4 separate regions of the Sus scrofa genome follow, and all the other regions are linked to region 1. A link is a contact called in public Hi-C, HiChIP or PLAC-seq and promoter capture Hi-C data. All regions are on one chromosome and are shown on one strand. The core of a region is the stretch at or near the end of the contact, and the rest is flanking DNA. Distances in the headings are between cores, read along the strand shown.

Region 1 (3,537 bases), core at 457-2,956:
CCTCTTTCCTTTTTCTTATGAACAATCTTCATCTGGGAATTCTGATCCTTGGTCTTCTGTCTATTAAGCTGTTGTTGGTTCTTACTAACATTTCTAGATTGAGGGGCTGGAATGTTATACCTCTCTCCACCACCCATCTTCAGCTTCTTTGTCACCTGTAAGCAAATGGAAACAAAATGCTAAGTAAAATTCCACTTAAGATAGTTTAAAACTTTAAAAAAACTTCAGTAGTCACAACTTGTAACCCCAGAAACCTTGGTGAAGACTCAAAGATGTGCTATTCAGCTGCTTTTTACTTAATTACAATGCCCACACTTCATATGCACAGCCTTTGTTACTTCTTGAGAAAAATGAACTTACAAATTGGTATGATCCTCTACTTAAACAGTTTAGGATGAGTCCATAAAAATGTCTGCCCCATTTCAACATGAAGTCTTGGATACCTTTCAGTCTGCTTTTCAGATTGCAGGATTTCCACCACCTGTCCTCTTCCTTGCCGCCAAGCCCAGGATAAGAGATGTTGCTTTCTGACAGATCCTTTCCTTTGTCTCAATACAGAAGTTTTCATGGGCCGATCTGCTGAGTTCAGCCTAGGAACTGAGGCCAACATCTGAGTCTCCTCAGCACACAACCTTGAGAGAAGTCCTAGCTAAAAAGCAAAGATTTCTAAATTATTTCACGTGTTAAACAGGAGAAAGCGATCATTTATTATTTGCTACAGAAATAGTTAAATGGCTACTTCCTAATTAAAAGGCAGAAAATAATGTCTCTAAAGATGGCTTTGACCTTAGAACTGTCATCATCTAAGAACTCTTCTAAGCCTTGAGATCCAGGAACTCATAAGGAATTGGGGAAGGGTGTCCGCCAGACCTCTCAATAAGTTGTATCTTTTTTCTAGGAACTTTTCAGATTCTCACACGGATTCTGTGACCAAAACCAGTCAAACCACAGAAGCATTAACTTTCACAGCCATGCCAAGAAATGGGCTTAAACTGTGTTTCCTAAAGAAGCTATGTTTTTAAAGTCTCACCATTACTTTCCAATCTTTGCACACATTACACATCCGTTTCCACAAAGCCTCCTCTCCAAACAGGTTTACGTGATGCAGCGTTTCCTTTAGTTTTGAACTCTTGACTCCTCCCCATTTTAAAAGAAGTTCCACAAGCCATAACTGAAGTCACTGTCCCATCTAATATGTATGAAAATGCCTATCAGGAACATTAAACATTCAAGATTTCGTTTGCTATTCCAAGAAACCAAGTCACCATATAAATAATAAGCCCTCTTTTTTTTGAAAGAGCGAGAGGCCCTTCCAGACTATTTTAACAGCCCTAAAGAAACTACGAATTCCCGGATCGTGAGTCATTCCCAACAAGAGCCTGGAAAGTTCGGCTCTTCCGATGTGGCTGGGTTTCCGAGCCGCTCCGCGTTGCTCGGGCCCGGCCGGGGAACCCGGTCTTCCCCGCCGCCTGCGCCCGCCGGGCACTGGATCTGACTTCCTACCCCCAACAATGGGGAGCGCGGCCGCCAACATGGCCGCGCCCGCCACTCACCGACTTCAAGCTCGGGACTACGACAGCGGCGGATCCTGCTCGGCGTCGAAGCCCCCCTCCCCTTCCAGGGAGAGACGAGGCACGGAACGAGCGAAGCCAACGGGCACCGACGAGCCTGCTGCAGGCCACCTTAACGTCCCGGCCGACCTCCTCCTTCTGCCTCTACCGACAAAATGGAGGCGACAGTGAGCGCAGAAGCTGGGCCGGGAAGCGCGGCGGCCAATCAAAACACGCTTTCGCGCGGCCCGGCCAATGACACGCGGGCCGCCGCCTGTTGCTGGGGCCCGACGGGGCCGAGGGAGGGGAGGTGGCTGTGGCCGAGGGTTTCAAATACTCCTCGAGAAGAGCATGTCGGGAAAGACCGCTGCGGGCCCCGGCTGCCGCCCTTTCTCGGGCCCCCGAGTGACACCAGCCCCTTCCGGGAGAAGCCCACCAGGCCCCGTCCGACACCCCAAGTCGCGGCCAGCACCAGCCCCTCGCGCCGATTCCAGGGTCCGAGAGCCGCGCGCAAGCGGCTCCGGGGAGAAGGGCGTCGGCCGCCCACTGGAACAGCGGCTTCCTCCCGCGCTGTCCGGCCAGTGGGTCCCGTGGCACTCGGAACCAAGTGGGTTCCGGGCCATGGGGAGTCACTGGAGGGGGCGTTGAGTTCCCGAGTTAAGTTCACTGAGCCGAGTAACCGATCTCTTACACATGGAAGATACTGATCAAAGTTGCTTTCCGAGGCTGGCCCCTGGCCACTTAGTCCAGACACTCCTCCCTCTCTGTTTCTCGGTCACGCCAGCGCCCCAGCTTGCGGTTCCTTCCCGCCCCCCTGGCCCCCAGCCTCGAAATTCTAAGAAGCTACCTCTTCTGTGAAGGCGTTTCCGACGCACGTGCGGGTCAAGTTAATCAGTTCCTCCTTTGTGTCTGACTGGTCTTGAACTTCAATCACACTATGTGGTAGCTACTTGTCCGCGAGTTCCCGCGCACACATCCTCCGGGTGGGGTTGGGCAGGGGGCAAAGCAGGGTTTCGTTTCTCTGAACACAGAGTACGTTGTAAGTGCCCCAAGAAGAGTTTGTTGAGAGGAGAGTTCCCTTACTTATAACCCTTTCTGCAGTGTGTAAATAAAGGGAGGAGAAAAGAGTTAAGTTCGTTTGCCAGTGAGGTGCAGCAAAGAGGAAAAGGACAACTTCTTGGGAATAAATGGATAAGCAACCCAAGGCTCGTATTTTAAAAGAGAACAACAGTTTCTATGAACATAGGAGTTTTTTGGTTTGTTGGTTGGTTTTGCCACCTCATGGGGTCAGATCCAAGCCTTTAACCAGATCCATTAACCCACTGTATCCAGCTGGGGATCCAACCTGCATCCTGGCAATGCAGAGACAGCCTGCCCATCCCCTTGGGCCATAGCAGGAACTCCCTGGGCTTTTTCTGTTGGCCTTGCCCTCTAGTATGTGGAAGTTCCCCTGGCCAAGGATCAAACCTGCTCCATAGCAGTGACCCTAGCTGCTGCAGTGACAAGGCAGGATTTTTTGTTTGTTTTTTAGTCTTGTCTTTTTCCTGCCGCACCTTAGGCTAATGGAGGTCCCCAGGCAAGGGGTCAAATCAGAGCTGTAGCTGCCGGCCTACACCACAGCCACAGCAGTGCCAGATCCCTGGGGCTACACCACAGCTCACCTTAACCCACTGAGTGAGGCCAGGGTCAGACCTGTGTCCTCATGGATACTAGTCAGATTCGTTTCTGCTGAGCCATGACAGGAACTCCAAGGCAGAATTTTTAATATGCTGCACCACAAGAGAACTCCCATATGAGCATTTTTGTCACAGGATTTATATATGCTTTTAATAAGTCCCACATAATTAGTCTTATTAGCTTCAGTTTTTCTGCTACCATCATCTCCCACCCCCAGGTTCTCTAGCCATGGACTTTAATAAGATTTCTTGGTTTTTGTTTTTGTTTGTTTAATTTAGGGCTGCATCTGCAGCATATGAAAGTTCCTAGG
Region 2 (3,537 bases), core at 425-2,924, 92 kb after region 1:
TAGTGCTCTAACTTATGATGGAGGATATTTTTTGTGCTTTGGAAGCATAACAAAAGACTTAATCATGTCTCATCTTCTCCCTAGCTAAAATCTGAGCCCCTTGAAAGCAGGGACAGTGCCTTTTCTGCTCCTCCCAAGAATGCCAGTCAGTTCACTCACCAGTTGGATATCCATACACCCAGGAGCCACAGTGACTATTTACAAAATGCAAATTTGATCATATCTTCCTGCATAGAATCCTTCAAATGCATTGCTGTAAGGATAGCTGTTATTAACATGTTCTCCAAAGCCCCCTGGTATAGTCCCTGCCAATCTCTCTCATCTTAGTAGGAAGTCCCGTTTTAACTCCCTCCTGCTCTCCAGTCCTTCTAGCCTTCTTTTCATCTTTCTGAAGCAATATTTTCAGAAATTTCTAATTGCAGCCTACAGTAATAAATTTTACAGTGCAACCTAGTTTGTTGTGTAATAACAGAAGTTTTGTAAAGCAGTACTTAGATTTCTATTTATACAATGCACTGCGATATTTTCTATCCTACTTATTTTGTCTTATTTATTTTTATGGCCACACCTGTGGCATATAGAAGTTCCCCAACTAGGGGTCAAATCAGAGCTGCAGCTGCCAGCCTAAGCCACAACCACAGCAAGATCTGAGCTACATTTGCAACCTACGCTGCAGCTTGCAGCAACACCAGATCCTTAAACTACTGAGCAAGACCAAGAGATCAAACCCACGTCATCATGTATATTAGTCGAGTTCTTAACCCAGTGAGCCACAACAGTAACTCCTATGCTATTTCTTTTAAAAAGTACCCACTAAAGAAGTTCTCTGTCGTGGTGCAGCGGAAATGAATCCGATCAGGAACCATGAGGTTGCAGGTTCGATCCCTGGCCTCACTCGGTGGGTTAAGAATCTGGCACTGCTGTAGGTCACAGACGAGGCTCGGATCTGGCGTTGCTGTAGCTCTGGCGTGGGCCGGCGGCAACAGCTTTCCGATTAGACCTCTAGCCTGGGATCCTCCATAGGCTGCGGGTGCAGTCCTAAAAAGACCAAAAAAAAAAAAAAAAAGTACCTACTAAAGTACTATTTATTTAATAAGCCACTAGAGAAAAAACAAGCAACAAAATCCAATGTGGATTCCTGATTTTTTTAAAGCTTTTAATAAAAAAGGATTTTTTAAAAAGTACCCACTAAATTGATTTTATGACCAATGGGGTACAACACTGGTCACAGGCATTCAATTTTGAAAAACGCTGCTCTAAACATTCAATTTCTTTGCCTAGGGGCCTTTGCATAATGCTATGCTCTGTCCGGAAAATTCTTCTTGTATCCTCTTTACCTGGGTAAATCTTACTTATTCTTCGAGGTGTGAAATCAAAGGACGCTTCTCTTTCTTGAGTCAACTGCCTGCATTTGAGTCCCAAAGATCATGATTAATGAATTATTATATGCAAACAACTCAGAACAGTGCATGGCAAATAGTAACGCTTCATCTTATAATTGCGTGATTGTTAACATCTGTCTCCCCATACCCCCTAGACTACAAACCCCTGAAGTCAGAGACTTTGGTTAACTTTTGTTCATCTTTATAGTCTTAGCGCCTCACTTCGCCTGGCACACAAAGAGCGTCAGAAAAGACGAAAAACTTAGACAGGCTGGGGGCGGAGCCAGCGTAGTGCGTCACCACGTCGTCCCAGAGGCCCCGCCTGGGGGCGGGGCCATGCCCAGCTGGCGAAGGGGGACGCGCGGACCTCTGCTGGGCAGCCGCGGGGGAAGCTGGGGCAAGATGGCGACAGTAAGAAAGGTGCCGCTACGGAGACTGGTGGGCTTGGCATCCCTTCGGGCTGTAAGTGCCCCGACCCGCCCGGGGGCGGTCCTGAAGGCACCTTGACGGTGAAGGTCGGGGGCTTGACCCGTAGCGGCTGGTCTGTGAAAGGCGAAGGCCGACAGCTCTTTCACAGAGGGCCTCGGCGTCTTGAACCCTGTCTGTCCCGCCCAAAGCTCTTGAGGGGCATAGGGAAACTGAGGCCCAGAGATGGGGAGCGACTTGTCCAGGTTGTCAGGACCTGAGACGCCATCCCAGACGTCCTAATTCCCTGGCTTAGGTTCTTCCTGGTGTCTCTGGCATCTTTCTCTGTCCGATTGAACTTTAACTTCAGACTAAAGTGACACAGTGAAAATCGTGAATACTCTGTCCGTTGCCAGTGGAAAAAGCAAGGTTATCCCCCTCTGTCCGTCTCCATTTCCAGCTCTTGTTGCGTTTGGGGACGCTTGGCGAGCTGTTCCAGGGTGCAGAGCAGGATTTGGATCATGTGGGGCTAAGTGTGATTACCTTGGAATTGTGTCCTGATGTTTTCCCTCTTCTTTCCCATGCTCAGTGAGTGGACCTAATCGTTTAAAGGGTTGAATACACTGTGTTGGTTAAAGCTCAAAAATTGTGGTGAGCCAGTGGTTATGACGCCACTTTTTTAGGTTGAGTGACAGGTCTCTAAACCCCTTTTCTTGAACTATAGCATGAAAAAATGTTACCTCAGTGTGGGTTTGGAGATTAAAGAAGATGTAGGTAAAGCATTTGACATTGTTCTAGGCCCGTGAGTGATCGATGAATTTTGTTGCCTTAGAGTTTAGAAGGAATTAAAACTGTATAGTGTTGGGAGTTCCCGTCATGGCGCAGTGGTTAACGAATCCGACTAGGAACCATGAGGTTGCGGGTTCGGTCCCTGCCCTTGCTCAGTGGGTTAACGATCCGGCGTTGCCGTGAGCTGTGGTGTAGGTTGCAGACGCGGCTCGGATCCCGCGTTGCTGTGGCTCTGGCGTAGGCCGGTGGCTACAGCTCCGATTCGACGATTCGACTCCTAGCCTGGGAACCTCCATATGCCGCAGCAGCGGCCCAAAGAAATAGCAAAAAGACCAAAAAAAAAAAAAAAAAAAATTAAAAAAAAACAAAAAAACTGTATAGTGGTAAAAATTTCACTGTCTTGGCAATGGGCCCCTCTCAGAAAACCACTTCAGTGTCTCCTAGGCCACCCTCCCCCATCAACTACTCATGTGCCAGAAAAGCTAGTAATTCCAACTTGCCAAGTTAAGAAAATTAAATGAGATGGTGGATGTAAATGTGCTTTGAAAAAATTCCTGGTGTAGTGAGATGGTGGTAGGTAGTAGGTTCAAGGTTACTAGCATAGACTTGGTGTCAGAAGCAGACAGTTAAGTCCAAACTTCCTCACTTCCTACTGGGTGAACTGGGGTATTTCTGAGGCTGTTTCTTCCTCTTTGTAGTTGGGATAGTGATAGTCCTTGTCATGTAGGGACTAAATGAGGTGCTGATGTCTGGAAGTTAGCACTGGGCTTTAGTCATTATCGGCTGTTTGATATAGACACCATAGCTCAGAAGTTGTGGCCTGGGATTTGTGTGGTTAGAGGGCATTATTACTATGGAGAACTTTATAGAAGGAATGAAATAGGTGCTTAACCAGGACAAAAGAAGACTGGGGAACCGAGGGTGGCAGAGGTAATGTGGCCTAGGGATTGAGAGCAAGCAC
Region 3 (3,537 bases), core at 287-2,786, 91 kb before region 1:
CCCTACTGCCCGCCCCTGCCCCCGCCCCCGCGAGGGAAGGTCACTACCATTGGATCCAGTGTTGTCCTCCTCGTGCCAGAACAAAAGAGCACTTGCTTAACCCCGAGAATGAGCGCCGCCTTAAATTTTGCACCCTAAGGGCCTCCCTTACTTCATTCACCCCAGTCCCCGCCCTGATGGGGACGGAAATCCCAAAATCCGAGCGGCCAGTGGTCACTAGATGCCCCTCTTCAGCTGCCTTCCCCTGTCTCGCCACCAGGTGGCGCCCAGGCTAAGCCTGGCGCTCTGACCGATGGTCGTGTGTGTTTGTCCCTCCCAGGTCCGTATTTCGAGGAGCCTCTGCAGTGGAAGGTCACGGAGGACTGCCAAGTGCTGCTGACCTGCAAGGCAAATCCCCGCCCCCGCCTCCAGCCCTGCCCCCAAACCAATGGGGCCAGACCTGTGGCTGTTCCCAAGCCCCTTGCCCATCTTGCCCCACTCCTGGAAACACCATGCCCTGCGCTAGTCTGTTCCCCAGCAGAGGAAGTAGCCCTAAGAATTTTGTATTTAACCAGGAAACAAAATCCCAAGGAGCCGAGTTAGAGTGAGTTAGTGGGCGGGTGTTAGGTCAGCCTTGAGCTAGATCTGCCAGCTGCTCTGGGAGGGGTTTGGGGGGGTCAGGGGTCTGAGGGTGGATTCTGAGTGTCAGTCTTGCCAGACCCTGTGCTCAGCGCTTCAGGGCATTCTTTTATCTCAACTGCCTCACAGTCATCTGTGAGAGAGGCGTTATGATTCCACTTTACCCATGAGAAAATAAGCAGAGGAATAGCTCAAGACCACACAGTAAGAGAGAGCCTTGAGCTGGGGGAGTCAGAGGGTGTCTGACTCCAAAACATTTGCTCCTTCTCAGCACCCTGCAGCCTTTTAGATACAGGGGGAGGGCACACCCCATGAAGCGTAGCCGTTCAACCAATGCAGAGCACCTACTCTGCGTTAGACATTCTGCAAGCACTGGGCGTACAAAGATGAAACAGTGGTCTCCTTAGGCCTCTAGGATCCCACGGTCCAAAGCAAGATCATGGGAGAACAGCATGCCTCCTGCTGTGATGGAGGGGTGCAAGAAATTGATTACTCATGATAAGGGGCACTCTAGGAAGGCTTCCTGGAGGAGATGAGATAGGCATTTACAGGAAAAATGGAATAGGAGAAGGATTGAGAAGCAGAGGAAACATCATTAGCGAAAGTCCAGTGTCTAGAAGCCATCAGAAGAGACAGAGAGAAGTGGGGTGGGGGGGAAATGTGGGGGGGTCACATTTACAACAAAAGTTCTGACAAACTAAGTCTTCACTTAAAAGCCAAAGCCTGAAGGGGTCTCTTGACTCGGCACCTTCCTTAGGTGACCAACACCAAGAAAGAAACCCGCTTCCAGTGGTTCTTCCAGAAGAGAGAGTTCCCAGCTGGCCAGTATGACCCGCAGACAGGAGCAGGGCTTGTCTGCATTGAAGAGGTAAGGGTAGCTCTGACTTCAGGGCTCCGCCTCCAGGCAGTGCCCGGAGCACAGGGCGGGGAGTCAGGAGAGGGCAAGGCAAGCAGGCACTCAACTCATGCACAGACTTTAGGGGGCGCTAAAATCTCAGTGATCAAGATAAATAATTCATTTCATGCAATCATTTTAAAAATCAAAAGGAATGCCAAACAAAGACTATAGAGAAAACAATGCCAAAAGTTTAAAGACAGGCTCAATAATACTGATTTTTCCTCTCATTTGGATTTCACTCCTGGCCCTGCCACTGACTGTGTAGCCTTGGGCTAGTCACTGTCCCTCTCTGACCTCAATTTTCATCTATAACTCGAGCAAGTCAAAAGGGACGCTCTCTCATATATTCCTTCCTGCCCCTGCAGCCTGAGATGTGGGATAGGAAGGCTGTCTCTATGAAACAGTCTGGGCTAGAGCAGAGCAGGCCTGGAGGTTCCCAGGTTAGGGGTTGAATCAGAGCTGCAGCTGCCGGCCTAAGCCACAGCCACAGCAACACCAGATCCAAGCCAAGTCTGCGACCTACACAGCTCACGGCAACACCGGATCCTTTAACCCACTGAGCAAGGCCAAGGATCAAACACATGTCCTCATGGGTGCTTAAACTGCTGAGCCACGATGGAAACTCCCTGGAGCTCACTTCTCCAACCCACGTCCACCTCATGGCCCTTGGAGGAGTGAGACCTGGTTAAGAGATAAATACAAGCCTTATTCTTAAGCATTCGGTGTTTTTCCGCCCTACCACTGATTTCTGTAGCCTCCCTATGTGCCAAGGACTGCGGTAAATGCAGGATTGCTGACGAGGAAGGAATCGTGGTTTCAGGGTCCCGTCCCAAATCCCAGCCAAGATGATGCCAATTTGGCCTTTGTCATCACCGTGCAAACTCCTGGCACAGGGCTTGGCCTCAAGTGGGTGCTTAATAGCTACGGAGTCTTGTCATAATTATCTGGCGTATTGGTGCACAACTTTCTGGCTTTTGAAGTGTCCTCTCCCTCGATCCCCACAACGACCGCAGATAGTGCCTAAGCCAGGGCCAAGGCTGTGCCCCCAGAGGCCCAGAGGGTTTAAATACCAAGATTCAAGGCTAGAGAATCGGTCCAGAAATCTCTCCAGTCGCCCTCCCCAGGGTTTGGCTGGAACTTTGGAGCCTTCACTGAGGGTGGGGGGAAGGGACATAGGACAGGACTCTTGGGGTTTTCAGCCTTCGATCCCCATATTAAGAGATGCCTCTGCCTTGGATCCTGCTCAAAGCACCCTATGTAGAGATGGTCAGGGTGGGAAGGGTGTTTTGAGGGGACAGGGAGGCAGAATATCACCCCCACCCCAGGCCCCAAAGGAGATGCTGTATCATGAGAGGGCACCGTTGACCTCTGACCTTGCTCTCGAAGCACAGCCCAGCTTTGCTGAGTGTGGATTGAGGCTTTACTTGGGGTTGACAAGCATGTGCTAAGAAGGATCCCCTTGTCCTGAGCAGAAAAAAGCACCTTCCTTCTGCGAGGGCAGAAAGGTCCTTCCATCTGGGGGCCACAGGGAGCAGAGCAGCTCAGGGGGAGGGTGTGCTCCGCTCAACGCAGCTCTGCAAGGGGGGCTCGCTCTGCTCTACTCAAAGCAGCTCCCTGAAAATCCACCTGCGGTTTCCAGCCGCAGACTCCCCTTCCTGCCCCCAGGCCCAGATAAGCCATGAGCTTGGGATCAAAGGCTCTGGAGGAGAAAGGAGCCTTACACATCACCCATTGCACGTGCGTAAACTGAGGCCCAGGGAAGAGAAGCCTCTTGCTTGAGGTCACACACAGAGTTGGGACAGGCCTGGAGCCCAGGCCTCCCGAACTGCTGCCCATCGCTCCTTCTGGAACCCAGGCCAGAAACACCTTCTCTCGTCCTTCTTTCCAGCTGTCCAAGGAGGACAAGGGCGTCTACAGAGCGGAGGTTTCTGACGATCGGGGGGAGGACGACACCATCCTGGACCTCACAGGTGAAGGTAGGAGCCATGAGGTTAGAGACGGGCTGAAAGGGCCTCACTGTG
Region 4 (3,537 bases), core at 714-3,213, 71 kb before region 1:
TGGCTTAGTGGTTAAGCAGTTGTCAGTGTTGTGGTTCAGGTCACTGATGTGGTGCAAGTTTGATCCTGGCCTGGGAATTCCTACATGCCTTGGGTACCACCCAAAAAAAAAAAAAAAAAATCAAAAGGCAGATTTCAAAGAGTATGTAGAATGTGATTTTTATTTAAGGAAAATTAAAATTGGCGGAAGAATAAACATTAAAATTTTGACAGTGCATTCTCTAGCAGTGCGATTATAATTGATGTTTATTTTCTTATTTGCATTTTCAAAATCTATAACAAACTTGCATTATAATTTTAAGCAGAGGAGTTCCTGTCATGGTGCAGTGGAAACGAATCCAATTAGAAATCATGAGGTTGCAGATTCCATCCCTGGCCTCGCTCAGTGGGTTAAAGGATCCGGCATTGCTGTGAGCTGTGGTGTAGGTGGCAAACTCCACTCAGATCTGATGTTGTAGTGGCTGTGGTGTAAGCCAGCAGCTGTAGCTCCAATTGGACCCCTAGCCTGGGAATCTCCATATGCCACTGGTACAGACCTGAAAAGCAAATAATAATAATAATAACAATAATAATAATTTTAGGCAGAAAAGAGAAACAAGATTTTTGAATGTTTTAAAAGCTACTGCAGATAAGGTGCCCTGTCTCTGCCAAACTAGCTTCTCCTTATCTCTGTGTTCCTAGTTCCAGGATCCTGTTTATTTTGCTTTTGTATTTTACTCATTGATGTTACCTAGCTCTCTCATTTCATGATTCTTTGAGACTTAAGCCTATTCAATGGTTTGTTAAATTTCAAATATTGAATTTTACAGTTTTAGAAGTTCCATTTGGTTCTTTTTTATAGTTTTGGTTTCTCTATCAATATTTTCCTATCATTTCCTTCAATATGAACATACTTTCCTTTATAGCTGAGTATCACCATAATGGCTGCTTTAAAATCATTATCTGGTCATCACAGGGTCAGCCTTTATTGATTATCTTTTCTCTTGAAAATGGATCACATTTTTCTTTTCTTGTACATCAAATAACTTTGAATTTCATTGTGAACATTATGTTATGAAGACCCTGGATTATGTTATATTCCCCTACAGAGTGCTGATTTTTGTGGTTGTTGTTTTGTCAGGTAGTTAACTTGGTTGGGCTCAAAATTCAAACAGTGTCTTAGGGCGAGAAGCTCAAAGATCAGTTCATTTCCTTATCTTTACCTGATCTGTGTGTCTTCTGTCTCATATATACAAACAAATGTGTGAACTAGAGGTCTGCCAGAGATTTGTATAGAGTTTATAAAGATCTCTTCTCTCTGGCTCTCACCTTTCCAGAATTTCCCCCTCACTTTCCTGTGGCTGTGATGGCTCTCAACTCTGTCCTTTGGATTTTCAGACTAGAAATACTGCAGGTTTTCTACTGAAATGTTAGACACCCGCAAATGTGCCAACTGTAATATGTTGAAAGCTGTAAAAAGAATGAGAAACTCACCCTATTCCATTCCCTTCTTTTGGGTCTTGACTCCCCTCCAGAATCTGTCTGCTTTATTTATTCTCCAGTGCTTTGGGTAAGTTTTTTCTTTTATTTTATTATTTTATTTTATTTTATATCTTATGTTATTTTTATGCTATTTATTTTTTATTTTATTTCTTTTACTATTTTATTTTATTTTATTTTATTTTATTTTATTTTATTTTATTTTATTTTATTTTATTTTATTTTATTTTATTTTATTTTTCATCCAGAGGTTCATAGCTGCAGTGTGCAGGAGGGCCAATCTAGTTGGAGTTTTACTTGGGCATATCATAAGTAGATTTTCACCGTGACTCAGTCTCCTGGTTTCAGTATTCAGTAGCCCCTTCCTGGTGAGGAGTCACCACAGCCAAGAGGATGTGCCTTTCAGAGCATCCCTTCCTCCTGGGAAATGCCTCAGCAATTTATGGCATCTGCCTTCTGATCAGATTCCGGATAGGGATGGGCACCCTTTGCCTTGGTACTCCAGAGACTGCCCAGTAGGTCTGACCCTTAAGTGGCACCCACAGCTGGACAGGAAGCAGAACTTAAGGTACATTTTTCCCAATCATCTTAGTGGTTTCAGATCCCTGAGCTTTGAGGATGAATTTATTTTCAAAAGCTGTTAAAAGCCACTTGAAGAAAACAGCATTGGCTTTGGACCAAGGCCAGAGGGTCTCCTTCTTCAGTGGGCACTCTGACCATCTGCCAGCTGCCCCCCTCTCCACCACTCAGAGAGTCTTTGGAGCCAAGGGAACGTGGTCACCCAGAGTCTGTGACATCTCACCTTTCCAAACTAGGCTCGCAGGACCCAGAACCCAAAATTCTCTGGCCGAATGGTCTCAACTCACTACCAGGAACTGCATGGACCTCTTGCCTGGATGTGGAAGGCCAAATACCGGCCCTCCAAAAATGTTCATTTAAAATAAAATTTAATAGTTGAACAAGAAAGACATAAGCCAAATGTAGAGAAACATTTAAATTAGAACAGGGGAGCAATACTCAGAGTGAGTAGGGAGCCAGAAAGGATTTGAAATATGGTGGAGATGGCACACGTCCCTTTTGAAAAGAACAGAGCAGTAAAGCGTGTGGACATGGACGCTGGGCAGAGTCCGCTCCACCATGTAACCTCTCTGTGGTCCAATATCCTCGTCCATAAAGTGGAGCTGCTATTGTCCTTTCCTCTTTGGGTAGCCATGAAGACTGCATTAATTATTATGTATAAAGCACTTTATAATGTGCCCAGCATGTGGTAATTGCTCAAAAAAGATGAGCAATTTTTATTAGCTACTCCCAACAAGAAAATAGAAGCTCAGAAATGCCCGGGGCAGGGAGGGATGGTGTGGGAAAGACATAATCCAAAAATAAAATATGTCATGATTTTAAGCAATTGGTAATGTGTATGAAAGAAGAATTCACTTGAAATTGATTCTGGGGACATTTTCCTTGAGGGCATTGAATTAGAAAAGAAGAAAATGCCATCCTAGCACATTACGTGGTTCTACTTCCTTAATGATAAGTATGTAAACTCTGTTTATTGGAGATCAAAAGATAACTGCAGAAAGTTGAGGGAAGGAAAACATGTTTATGAAGCTCAAATGCATATAACACATCAAAATAAGAACAGGAAGAGGCTGGAGGTTGTATAACCCACAATGAGAATTCAGTAGAAATCAATGCATTGAGAAGTAACCACATAAATCTATCTTTAGAAGTGTAGAGAGACCATTAGAAGAACTAAAAACAGAACCATTTAAAGCAGTAGATGCCAGGTGGCTTTCTGAAGATGGGAAGGCAATTAATAGCATTTAGTTTACTTATTATTTCTCCAATAACAATCTCTGGTCCCTATGGCATCCTCTGGGGCAGGCGACATCAAATCACACTTATCTTGGCCCCATCATTCTCCCAGAACTCAGTGTTTTCAGCTGCCATGTGGTGACAACAAGGCTGCCTACCCACCCAGGTGACTATGAACCTCTCTATTCTCCAAGGATTTGTTGGATCTGGGTTTTGAAGCAATTCAGCTTCCAGCAGGGCCGTT

Evidence for each region. Promoter capture Hi-C pulls out the DNA fragments that hold promoters and counts their contacts. Hi-C and Micro-C count contacts between places; a contact is called where the count stands out from the background. HiChIP or PLAC-seq counts read pairs in DNA pulled down with a chosen protein or histone mark.
Region 2: an H3K27ac HiChIP or PLAC-seq map of alveolar macrophages shows a contact between it and region 1. The contact joins the promoter of HMGCL here to the promoter of PNRC2 in region 1. A contact is called at or near these places in 1 of 47 Hi-C or Micro-C datasets (embryonic fibroblasts) and 1 of 2 datasets of contacts at active chromatin or transcription factors (alveolar macrophages).
Region 3: a promoter capture Hi-C map of liver shows a contact between it and region 1, with 8 times the contacts expected there. The contact joins the enhancer-like site here to the promoter of PNRC2 in region 1. A contact is called at or near these places in 3 of 5 promoter capture datasets (liver and skeletal muscle), 16 of 47 Hi-C or Micro-C datasets (alveolar macrophages, brain, embryonic fibroblasts and 8 more) and 2 of 2 datasets of contacts at active chromatin or transcription factors (alveolar macrophages and skeletal muscle).
Region 4: a contact with region 1 is called in a Hi-C map of retroperitoneal adipose tissue, with 1.9 times the contacts expected there. The contact joins the enhancer-like site here to the promoter of PNRC2 in region 1. A contact is called at or near these places in 14 of 47 Hi-C or Micro-C datasets (alveolar macrophages, blood, brain and 9 more) and 2 of 2 datasets of contacts at active chromatin or transcription factors (alveolar macrophages and skeletal muscle).

The regions. Positions count from the first base shown.
Region 1 is chr6:81,721,095-81,724,631 of Sscrofa11.1, reverse strand. It overlaps PNRC2 (proline rich nuclear receptor coactivator 2), which reads right to left and starts at 1,706. Exons shown (of 3, transcript NM_001244508.1): 1 at 1,554-1,706; 2 at 444-649; 3 at 1-155. The coding sequence starts at 137.
Region 2 is chr6:81,628,591-81,632,127 of Sscrofa11.1, reverse strand. HMGCL (hydroxymethylglutaryl-CoA lyase, mitochondrial) reads left to right here and starts at 1,674. Exons shown (of 9, transcript XM_005656051.3): 1 at 1,674-1,802. The coding sequence starts at 1,719.
Region 3 is chr6:81,812,075-81,815,611 of Sscrofa11.1, reverse strand. It overlaps MYOM3 (myomesin-3), which reads left to right. Exons shown (of 38, transcript XM_021095533.1): 29 at 320-387; 30 at 1,376-1,486; 31 at 3,405-3,492. Among named protein-coding and RNA genes, the nearest start is that of MYOM3, 46 kb to the left of the region's middle. Within about 2 kb of position 1,536, at least 35 of the 83 cell types and tissues checked have an H3K27ac peak or open chromatin away from gene starts, as enhancers often do. A contact at or near this core is called in alveolar macrophages, fetal skeletal muscle, liver and 3 more, where this site is marked.
Region 4 is chr6:81,792,582-81,796,118 of Sscrofa11.1, reverse strand. No RefSeq gene overlaps it. Among named protein-coding and RNA genes, the nearest start is that of SRSF10, 53 kb to the right of the region's middle. Within about 2 kb of position 1,963, at least 4 of the 83 cell types and tissues checked have an H3K27ac peak or open chromatin away from gene starts, as enhancers often do. A contact at or near this core is called in omental adipose tissue and retroperitoneal adipose tissue, where this site is marked.